4 separate regions of the Mus musculus genome follow, and regions 1, 3 and 4 are each linked to region 2. Evidence: chromatin contacts called from public promoter capture Hi-C data. All regions are on one chromosome and are shown on one strand. The core of a region is the stretch at or near the end of the contact, and the rest is flanking DNA. Distances in the headings are between cores, read along the strand shown.

Region 1 (2,700 bases), core at 110-2,609, 2.8 Mb after region 2:
CAAGCAGAAACCTACCTTGGGTCTCCCAACCCAAATCATTCTGTTTGTGCATTTTTTGGACAGTTGTGTAATTTCCACATATCAAAGGTGATCAAAAATGCCAGAGAAAACACGTCGTGACACTTGTGAGGGCTGCGTGCTGAAAGCGACTCTTCTAAAAATTCTGAGCTGAGAGCCTGAGATTTTGGTGAAAATTAGTGTGACAGCCTGTTTTGCTCTGGCACCAGAAGACCGGGAAAGTGGGCCCTTCAAAGGCTTCATAATAGTTCAAAAGGAGGTCTCAGGAGGTAGGCAAAGGAGAAGCAGTCAAGCAGTTTCCCATAGGAAGGAAAGATACCTCAGTTTTCTCTGCCCCTACTATTTCGTCCTAGCAAAAACAAAAACAAAACAAAACAAAACAAAAACCAAAAAACTTTCTGTTCCTGATCAGACGCTGCAGAATAAGGTCATGGCTGCCCTGGTGAGAAGGTAACACAGAAAGACACCCAGATGCACGGGAGAATTATGGGCTTAGGGCAAAATCAGCAATGGGATACCGTCTCCAACCACCTTCACTGCCCTGGCAACCCCACACCTCACCCCACTCTCCCTCACCGGTTCTCAGCCACCAGGATCTGCTCCAGCAAGCGCGCGGCCTGCACACGGGTCTCTAGCTCCGGTGCCTGAAGCAGCCGCAACAGCAAGTCGAGGCCACCGTCCAGACGTATAGCATCGCATAGACCTTGGGCCACCTCGCGGCCCACGGCCGGCAGCAGCCAGGCTTCCTCTACCAGCTGGAAGACCTCGGCGAGACCCGCGCCCACAGCCCGCGCCGCGCTTGCCTGTTTCAGCTCGGACAGCGCCTGCTGCAGCTCAGGCAGCGAACGCTCCAGGGCGCCTTGCACCTCAGTGCCCACTCCGGGCGACACTTCGCGAGACCCGCGACCGCCCGCAGCCCACCATGGGCTGGCGCCACCACTCCGATCCGGTCCGGGCACTGTCAGCCGATCGGCGCCCGGCCGTGGGCCTGACATGGTGAAGAAGCGGCACAGTTTGTAGGCGGAGAAGAGCAGCGTCAGGACCATGGGCGCTGGGCAGCAGGGGACATGCCAGGCCTAGAGGGGCGGGGCCTGGCAGAGAGACCCCGGCCTTGGGAGGAGAAAGAAAAAAAAAAAAAAAAAAAAAAGCAAACAGGATCCGGTAAAGGTGCTGGGCTACAAGTGTAGAAGCAGAAGGAGGAGGGCAGCTCCGGGACTCAGCGACTTAGGAAGGGCATGAAGGGAGAGAGAAGCATGGACCAGACGCGGGAGGGTAGAGACGCCGGTGCCCGGAACAAAGCGCTGCTCCAATCTAAGCACAGCGGAGCTAAGATGCTCAACAGCAACCACGCCTCTGAGCAGCAGAGTCAAGGATTTGACGCCCCGCCTCTAGGTTTCACGGGCTCCGCCCCCGACGCAGGCGCAAGCCCTACCCCAGGTCTCCAGCCACGCCCACACCTGGCTCCGCCTCCTCTCCCCAGTCTCCCCTTGGTGGTGTGCAAGATGCTGTAGAAAGGGCTGTAAAGAGCTGTCTTCCATTTCCTACCGCTCGCTCGGCTCCCCAAAATGTGGAAGCAAGCTGGCTACATGTATCCACGTCCCCTCCGGATGGTTAAAGAATCGCAGTTGAGATTCTTAAAGCCCTTTAATGCCGGTTTCCACTTAGGCTTCACGCGTCTGTAGGGAGTAAAATTTAGTGTTTCATTTTGCCGCTGAGACTACTGCGGTCCATAGAGAAGAGACACCAAAGGCACGCTCGCCTGTGATTACAGAACAGAAAACGGAGGGGCTTCAGAAGTGTGCCAGTGCTTGGAATTTGGCCCAAAACCTGGCACTCTACCCCAGTGAGCACTTTCTTTATAGAGAAATCCCACTTAGTATGTGAGTCTAGAAAGTATGCCCAATGAGTCCATTTTTTTTTTAAAATAAATGAGGTCATTGAAGGTGTGGCCAGGGTGGTCCCCCGAGGATCAATGGATTAGTGAAAGCCTCAGGAATGGGCTCTGGGACTGGAAAGATGGCTCAGCCTTTAAGAGTACTTGTTCTTACAGAGGACCTGGGTTTGATTCTCAGCATCCACACGGCAGCTCATAACTGTTCAAAACTCCAGTTCCAGGGTATTCAAAGCCCTCTTCTGACCTCCATAGACACAAGACATGCATGTGGTGCACAGATGCACATGTGAGCAGACACTTATACACAAAACATAAAATAAATAAATCTAAAAAAAATAAAGAAAGAAGAATAGACTCTGACCCACTACTTCCTATGCTGTAACACCCAGCTTAGAGAGAACAAGGAGAGGCCAGAAATGAAGCTTTGTTCTTTTATGAGAAGAAAAGAAAACCTCCCCCAAAGTGCTTGCCAGCTCTCCCCCAACCCCCCTTCTTGCCCCAAAAATCCAGATTCGAAGCGGGGGGTAGGATGGGACAAGCACCTAGCCTGATCAAACAGTAAATCGATAACGGCTTATGGGAATGAGTTGGAAGCTACTCCAGGCACGAAACGTTTTGTCTGTTCTAGCTCACGGAATCTCTCAACACCTGATGAGGCAAGGCACCATGGTCCCACTTTATAAAAAGTAAGGCTCAGGGAGATTAACGGGACTGGCTCAGAGGGTGACAACACATGCTTTCTTTCCACCTCCCCAGCTAAGCTAAGCGTGTTATCCCTCCTGCCCGTG
Region 2 (2,780 bases), core at 222-2,721:
TCCAAACATAAACTATCCGCAGCTGGCAAGACCACAGCCCTGCTAGTGCACAAGGTAAATCCTAGTCACCTGCTTCGAAGCCGCCTCTTATCCCACGCCTGGGATTAAAACGCAAACACATTCACAGACCATAGCTGGGTTTTTGAAGAAACCAAAACTCTCACCACCAGCTCCTTTCTTTTTGTGTTTGTGTTTCGAGGTAGGGTATTTTTAGTCCAGGATGGCCTGGAACTTGTGGCAATCCTTGTCTCTGCTTCCACAGTGCTGGAATTACAGGCGTGAACCACCGCTTCAGTAAGTACGGAATACTTTTCTTAAGTACAATTATGACGATGTCACCTTCCACTCAGAATCATCAAAACAGCTTGCCCAGATAGGACTATAACTCAGTGGCAAAACACACGGTGGAAGCTGTGGGGGTCAGTCTCCAGCGTTTGGACAAAACAATTCCTGTCCGTTCACAGACTAAGATGCAAACCTCTGGGCGTGTGACCTCAGGCCTTGATCCCAACCTTTTGATTTCACACTCATTTTGAGGCCCTTTTTCTGCATGGCTCAGCAGCAAGCTGATATTGAGTATAAGATGTTGAAAATCCATAAGGAAGCAGACTAGGCGTGGCCATTGCAAGTGAAGCAATCCCCATGGAGGATTATTTATTTCTAACTCATCAATGTCAATTTGCCCTTACACACCTCAGGTGCACCTTGCACTCCAAGTGAGGCAAGCCACTATGTCTCCTTTTTCCCTCGAGTGAGGGTTTCCCTTAACTAGCTGAGATTGACCACTTTTTCTTTTTTCTTTCTTTCCTTTTTTTTTTTTTTGAGATGGGGGTTTCACAATGTAGCCCTGGCTGACCTGGAATTTGCTTTGTAGATGGGACTTGATCCAAACTCGATCCTTGCGCCTCTACCTCACTAGTGTTGGAATTAAACACACTCACCTATGCTTGAAGCAAAACCAGAGATTTTAAACAAAAGTCCTATCTACGATAGGCCAAAGAGATAAAATATGGCTGGAGGGGAGAAGAAAATGCTTAAAGTATGGAAGCAAGGGAGATGATGATGCGTGAAAACTCGAGCTTTCCCTTCTTGTCCTTGTCAATTCTTTAAATTGGATGAGAAAAATGTGCTAGAATGCACAGGGCCGGTTGATCTTCAACGAGGAAGGCCTGCCGTAGCAAGAACCCATCAAGCCTGTCGCTCTGTCCCCCACAGGCCAGCCCGCGGTCGCCCCGCACGGGCTTCTGGCTAACTCCCCTCCCGCAGTCTAGGCCGACCTCGCCTCCAGCCGCTCCAGGGGCCGTTCTCCGTCGCAGTCGCAGTTCCCGCCTCGCCACAGGGCCGCCCGCTGTGCCGACGGAGGAGGGGCGTCTGTCGCGCTGGTTCCAGCCTTTTCTGGCGCCGAACTCCGGGATCCGCCCCCCCCCCCCCCCGCGCCAGTTGCCAGGGAGCGGTTGCCATAGAGCTGAGCAGTTGTCCGCGTGCGCAGGCGGAAGTCCCGGATTGAGGCGCCGCCATTTTTCCTGCTCGGACGCGGAGCGAGAAGCTGAGAGAGTCGGAGACGCTATCCGCTTCCATCCGTCGCGCAGACCCTGCCGGAGCCGCTGCCGCAATGGATGATCGGGAGGATCTGGTGTACCAGGCGAAGCTGGCAGAGCAGGCCGAGCGATACGACGGTGAGTCGGGGGGGTGTCGGGGGGCTGGAAGTCTCGGACCCTCCGCCGCCGCCCACAGAGGCCGGGAACCGGAGACAAAATGGCGGAGCCGTCTCGGAGCCCGGCTTGGGACGTGGGTCGGGAAGCAGGCCGAGGCCTGCGGGCTCCCGGCGCGGTGGGAGTCCCCGGGCCTAGGGATTTGACCCCTCCGGTGTCCTTAGCTTGCAGGCGCTCGCCCGCCAGCAGGCCGGGGCGGAGGGTGGAGGAGTTGGTTGTAAAATGGCGGCTGGAGGGGGAGGGCGAGTCCCCGGGCGGGGGAGGGGGGAGGAGATGGCGGGTGCCGGCTCCCGGCGTGCGATCCCCACGGGAGCCCTCGGGAACCGCGGCGGGGTGTGGAGGAGGACACTTGGGTGGGGCGATGTGAGGAACGGTACCGGTCGCTCGGGAGAGGGCGGCATCGAGGAGCTGTAGCGCTAGGCGCCTTTCGGGGAAATATGGCGGGTGGGGGCGGTGGCTTTTCCCCTGAGGCCCAGTGTGGGGCGGCGGCCGTGGAGCCTCACAAAGGAGAAGCCTCTGGAACGGACGGCTTCTCGGGGCCGGCGGTGGAGAGGAGTCTTCTGGTGAGGGTGGAGTGTTTGGAAATCACTGCAGAGCCTCCCTCCTTGGGTGGAGGCGAGCTGAGATGCTGCGATTGGATTTCTTCCTTTGGGCCGACACACCTTGGAGTTGAGAGTTTGGGGGGCTTTTTAGCCTCGCCTTCTTCCGGGGAGGTGCAGAACCTCACTCCTACCCCGTTTGTTCTTACCCAGGATATCCTAAAGTTGCTGCGGGTTTTTTTTTTCCCCCTTCTGTCCCCATCCTTCATAGGCACGGAGTTCTGATGGCTAGAATACAGGAGACCAGGCTTGCCAGGATTCCTTAGTACGAATTTCCCTTTGCAGAGTCAGTGCCTCAGTTTACCCGTTTGTAAAATTGACGACTGTACTATTCACACTCGTCATTATGAAGTATGGAAAGACCTGCTGAGAAATGGTTAATTCAAATAATGTTTAGTAGCACTTTGGGTTGACAACCCAAGTTCGGGTGGAATGCATGCTCTTCCTTGGCTTGGGGAGCTTTACCTAT
Region 3 (2,700 bases), core at 112-2,611, 2.3 Mb after region 2:
CAGGTTATCCTGGTCTAGAGTGAAACTCTGTCTCAATGTCACCCTGAAAGAAGCATGGACTACAGTCTGGTAGGAGACTAGGCACTGTTACTTGCAATGCAGTATCATAAGGAGAGATTGAAACATTTTGCAGTACCTTCATAGCAGCATAGGGTACCACAGTCAGAGCTGAAATTTTTCTCCAGATCTTCCACCTCCACCTCCTCAGTGTAGGGACTACAGGCATGCACCATAAGGCCTGACTTAATTTAGGATTAAACCAAGTAGATAGGGCTCAAGATCCACGTATTGGGTCTATACTGCTTGATGAGGACTTGAGGACCTGGTAATGGCTTGGCAGAAGCCAACCCATTCTTAACTTTGAGAATAGTTTGGCATTTGAGCTTACTTGATCATTAGGTTACCTAAACTCTCTAAGTCTCTTGTTTTTTTTTTTTTTCATATGTAATATGGAATCACATTAACTATTTATGAATAACTTCTTTTTCAAAATGACAACTGTATGGGAGAAAAAAAAAACACAGGCTGGGCATTGAGGACTGAGGGAGACAACTTTGCCTTGACTAATGACTGACTGTAACCAACAGAGGGTCTAGGTTCTTCACATTCCTAAAACTCTTTATGTTGCTATATTTATTTATTTGTGTGTCAGTGGGAGCTTATGGTAGTTAGGGCAAAACTGTCTGGGTCTCAGTTTCCACCATATGAGTTCCAAGGACTGAACTCAGGTTGTCAAGCAACAAGAGCCTTCGTCTGTTTCACAGACCCTCACTTTCAAACTCTTTGACAGCCTTCTCCACTCGCCTCTCCTTGGGCTCAGGTTTATTTTTTATTAAATGAGAAGTTAAACTGCTATTTCTAGAGGCAGAGGGATTTTACTTACGATACATGATTTCCACTGCTAAAACCATCAGAGGCCGGTCATGGCCAACACCTGTAATCCCAACACTTAAGAGGCTGCAGCGGGAAGATCCGAATTCCAAGCTGGTTTGGGCTACACATCAAAACATGTCATAGAACCAAACACCTGTAACTAACATAGCTGGACCCTTTACCTCTGTGCACCGACACCGCGGGGACGCTCGGAACCAACGAACTGTCAGGCTGAGAAAATCCAAGGATACGGTCCAAGGCGGAGTCCTGACCATAACGACTAGAGGCCGAGGCCAGGAGGGGACCAGAGAAAGTGGAGCCCACGACACAGGACACGCACCTCGCCTGGTTACCTAGAAGACAGCCGGGCGGAGCAAGCCATTCCCTCCCTGCATGCGAACCCACCTGTCGGGCCCCTAACAAGGCCCGAACGAGCCCAGCGCAGTACCGCCTGGGGGCAGCCATTTTGCCGCAATGCACCCTGGTACCGATCAGAAGCGCGACGCGATTGGACCGAGAAGCCCACGGACCAACGAGTGGAAGAAAGCTAGATCGGCCCAAACAGAATCTCCATTCTACAACAAGGGATACCCTAGGAGGCGGAGGGAAAGACGGTATCCAAAGGCTAAGGAAAGGCAAAATTGTGCTGTGTTTCCTGCCTGAGTATAACAGTCGTCTTGGACTCCCAAACACATCATTTCTCCTCCTGCCAAAGTTGTGTAAAGAGCTTTTAAACCATGTCTTCCTAATGACATTCCTCGGGACACCATACCGCAGAAGCTCCTCTTAGCGGCTTAAGAGGAGAAACTCTCTTATTGCTAGGAGTGGGCGTGGGCATGGGAACGGGCTCTAAGCTTCATTTCACTAGATTTTTTTCTTTTTCTTTTTTAAGTGCTTTCTAGCCTCAACCCTGCAGGATCCTTTCTTATTTCCTCTTTTGCTGTGTTTTAGCTGGGCGTGGCAGTCTTAGGGTTACTATAGCTGTGATGAAACACCATAACCAAAAGCTACTTGGGGAAGAATGGGTTTTATTTGGCTTATATGTCTAGACTCACAATCCACTGAGGGGAGACAAGGAAGGAGCTCAAACCAAGCAGAAACCTGGAGACAGGAGTAGATGCAGAGACCGTGGAGGGGGATGCTGCTTACTGGCTTACTCCTCATGGTTTGTTCAGCCTGCTTTCTTATAGCATTTAGGAACACCAGCCCAGGTGTGGCACCACTCACAATGCCTCCCATATCAACAGTTAATTAAGAAAATGCCTACAGCCCAATCTTATGGAGGCAATTTCTCAATCGAGGTTCCGTCCTCTGAGATGACACCAGCTTGTGTCAAGTTATCATAAAACTAGTCAGCACAGGTTGCTTTGTGAAGTCTGCACCTTTTTGGTGTCTAGACCTCAGTTAAAGGGTGGTTCTGTGGTAAACATTCCTGTTGAGTAGCAGACTGTATTTACCTCTCTAAATATCAACTCCTATCTATTCTCTGAGATTAAAGCTTTTTTTTTTTTTCGAGATTAAATCTCGAGGCTCTGAGATTAAATCTTACTGAAGGAAAATGAGCAGAAGAAAAAAAAAAGCAGGTAGCTGTATGTGATGGAGCGTTCCTGTAACCCCAACATTTAGGAGGTGGAGGCCAAAGGATGAGGATATTGAGGGCCAGCCTGGGATGAATACTTGTCTTAAAAAACGGGTAAGGGGGGCTGGTGAGATGGCTCAGTGGGTAAGAGCACCCGACTGCTCTTCCGAAGGTCCAGAGTTCAAATCCCAGCAACCACATGGTGGCTCACAACCATCCGTAACGAGATCTGGTACCCTCTTCTGGAG
Region 4 (2,700 bases), core at 28-2,527, 2.6 Mb after region 2:
TGATCTCCATATCTGGCTCGAACTTGAAAGCCTTTGTGTGCCTACCTCTGGACAGGGGTACTTTGTCCTTGCAGCCTGTCAGCACAGCATACAAACGCACTGAGAGGTGAATTTAGGGGAGTACTTGAGTTGAATTGTAGCCCTGTCCTCTCCACTTCTGAGACCACCTCCCTCCTTCCTCAGCTTCTTGACTGGCGTCACCCACTGGGGACAGCCTGGTCTAGGAGGCAGTGGCTTAGGATCTTCTACCTTGTGGCTAAGGTTCCCCTCTACCCTTTCAGAGAGGTAGTGTGGAACAGGAGAAAACATTTCTGACTTGGAACCCAACAGGCCTGAATCAGACTCCGGCTTCTGCACTTAACAGACTAGAGAGCATCAGCTAAGCCGCTCCTCGCTCCTCACCTGAGCCTCAGGTTTCCATTGGTGGGAAAGCACTGATGATGTCACCCTCAGAAAGGGGCTGGATTAAATGTGATAAGCCTGTAAAAGTGTTCTGTATATTGGGCTCTTTAAAAACATACATTAGACTGTTATTAAACGTTGGTTGAATATGAGTTGATATGGATGACCATAACTCGTTCTTGTGTGAGAAGCAGACTGACCTGTTCTAGCTCACCATGTGTTCTTCCTGCCTCCCGTCCTGAGCATCCTGGGGACGGCTCGACACCTGGGCTGTGCTGCCTGCATGTTGTAGGGTGCCTGCGGATTGTAGGGTGCCTGAAGCAGCTTTTAGCAGGAGTTCTAGTGGGGAGTAGCTTGAGCCAGTGACAGCCCTGGGATAGCAACTCAATTCAACAAAGGAAAATACTGGGTGGGTACTGGCTGCAAGGAGCTGTGTGGTAGTGCTAGGGTGTTACGAGGAACAGTGTATAGAGCATCTCTGCTTTCATAGAGCTGACCTTTGAGGAGGAAGGGTCAGGGAACAAGCAAGAATTTCACTTAATGTATTACAAAAAAAAAAGGGCTGGTTAGCTGGAAATTGAGAAGAAGTACTTTAGAACTGGGTGGGTTGAGACCTGGGCTGAAGTCAGGACAAAGGTATCAGGGAAAGACCTTGAGGTTGGAACCCAGGAGAGAAAGAGGAGAGGTATTCGGTAACTACATTGTCAAAAAGAATCTACATTGTCAAAAAGTTCACAAGGACCCCCAGGATTCTGGCTCCCCCGCTGGAGACGCCAGGCGGTGGGCGGGGTATGTGTGACCCGCCTCCCGTGGGCGTGACCAAGGCGGGACGGCACCTGGGGCCCGGCCGGGGGTGGGGCGGCGGACGCTCCCCCTTCCCCTGGCTCCAGCCGGCGCAAGCAGCGGCGGCGGTGGCAGCGGGCGAGGATCTGCGGCCCCGCGAGGCCATGAAGGTGAAGAAAGGCGGCGGCGGGACCGGGTCGGGGGCGGAGCCCGTTCCAGGGGCCTCGAACCGGAGCGCGGAGCCCACGCGGGAGCCTGGGGCGGAAGCTGAGTCCGGGTCCGAGTCGGAGCCGGAGCCAGGCCCGGGGCCCAGGCTGGGGCCGCTGCAGGGCAAGCAGCCCATCGGGCCGGAGGATGTGCTGGGGCTGCAGCGGATCACGGGTGGTGAGCACCGGCGAGGGAGCGCCACCCGCGGGCTGGAGGGAGAGCGCGGGAGGGGGCCCACGAGGCTCAGAGTCCAGCCCCCACCCCTCCCCCACGCAGTGCCCCTCCTCTGTATCCCCTTACTCTCTCTCTCTTTGCCTCCAAGCCTGAAATCTCTGTGCTCTTTCCCTTGGTCTCTTGATGCGCCCCCTCCTCTCCTTGAAGTGGCTTCTTTTCACCCCACTCCTTCTTTTTCAAGGGGCCCACCCCTTTTCCCATGGTGGAGGTGGGGCAGCAGCTGCATCTGTAACCCTTTCCCCAGTGGAGTCTTCGGAACCCTTTGAGGGTGCTCGCACAGAGGAGTGTGCCTCATTGCAGGCTGTCTTCAGTGGCCACATCAGGCTAGGTGGAGGCAAGGAAAACCTTCAGGCTCCCTGACCGACCGTTATAGCCCTCACTCTGCTTCCCCGAGGAAGGCTGAGGCCATACTCTGCCCAGGAACATTGCTGATACGGGTGCTTCCGTCTGTTGGCTGTGGGCCCTGTGATGGAAGCAAGTGCGTGACCCCCCTCCCCCCAAGTCAGGACTTGTTCTTTTTCCAGGGCTCTCTCATCAAGGGAAGGCTAGTCTCCACTGAAACTGAGTTTCTGAGCTGTGCTACCTGGATTAGAGTCCCAGAGTTTGCCCGGAAATTGGCTGTGTGACCTTGGGGATGTAATTTCATTTGCAGGAGCATGTTTGCTTTTTTTTTTTTTTTTTTTTTTTTTTCCCATCTGTAAAATGGGAACAAGAACAATGTTACCTCCCTCAAGGTTATTGTGAAAAATAAAGCCAGTCTTCTGATTTTGGACAATGTTTGGCATGCTGTGCACGCTGTCAACAGGGTTCCTTTATCAACAGTGTTGGAAGCTACATAGGACTGTTCAGAGTGGCTGCCTGCAGGCAGATAAGTGATCGTTCAGGGCCAAGGCAGGCACCGCTACAGACAGTGCACAAGGACTAGAGAGTCTTCTGGCAAAAGGTTGGCTGAGCCTTGAGGAATGGAAGGTATTTGGAGAGACAGTGGCGGGTTGCCTTGGAATGGGTAGGTCACCAGCAACCTGCTCCGGCTCCACTTGTGAGCTTAGACTTCCCTTCTCTGGGATGGACACG

The links. Promoter capture Hi-C pulls out the DNA fragments that hold promoters and counts their contacts.
Region 1: a contact with region 2 is called in a promoter capture Hi-C map of hippocampal neurons, with 2.6 times the contacts expected there. The contact joins the promoter of Sarm1 here to the promoter of Ywhae in region 2.
Region 3: a promoter capture Hi-C map of cranial neural crest shows a contact between it and region 2. The contact joins the promoter of Eral1 here to the promoter of Ywhae in region 2.
Region 4: a promoter capture Hi-C map of the 3T3-L1 cell line shows a contact between it and region 2, with 4 times the contacts expected there. The contact joins the promoter of Unc119 here to the promoter of Ywhae in region 2. A contact is called at or near these places in 2 of 39 promoter capture datasets (the 3T3-L1 cell line and pre-B cells).

The regions. Positions count from the first base shown.
Region 1 is chr11:78,496,395-78,499,094 of GRCm38.p6, forward strand. It overlaps Sarm1 (sterile alpha and HEAT/Armadillo motif containing 1), which reads right to left and starts at 1,360. Exons shown (of 9, transcript NM_172795.3): 1 at 595-1,360. The coding sequence starts at 1,064.
Region 2 is chr11:75,731,416-75,734,195 of GRCm38.p6, forward strand. It overlaps Ywhae (tyrosine 3-monooxygenase/tryptophan 5-monooxygenase activation protein, epsilon polypeptide), which reads left to right and starts at 1,472. Exons shown (of 6, transcript NM_009536.4): 1 at 1,472-1,676. The coding sequence starts at 1,613.
Region 3 is chr11:78,079,022-78,081,721 of GRCm38.p6, forward strand. Eral1 (Era (G-protein)-like 1 (E. coli)) reads right to left here and starts at 1,362. Exons shown (of 10, transcript NM_022313.2): 1 at 1,056-1,362. The coding sequence starts at 1,338.
Region 4 is chr11:78,342,218-78,344,917 of GRCm38.p6, forward strand. It overlaps Unc119 (unc-119 lipid binding chaperone), which reads left to right and starts at 1,278. Exons shown (of 5, transcript NM_011676.3): 1 at 1,278-1,569. The coding sequence starts at 1,350. It overlaps Pigs (phosphatidylinositol glycan anchor biosynthesis, class S), which reads left to right. Exons shown (of 12, transcript NM_201406.1): 12 at 1-559.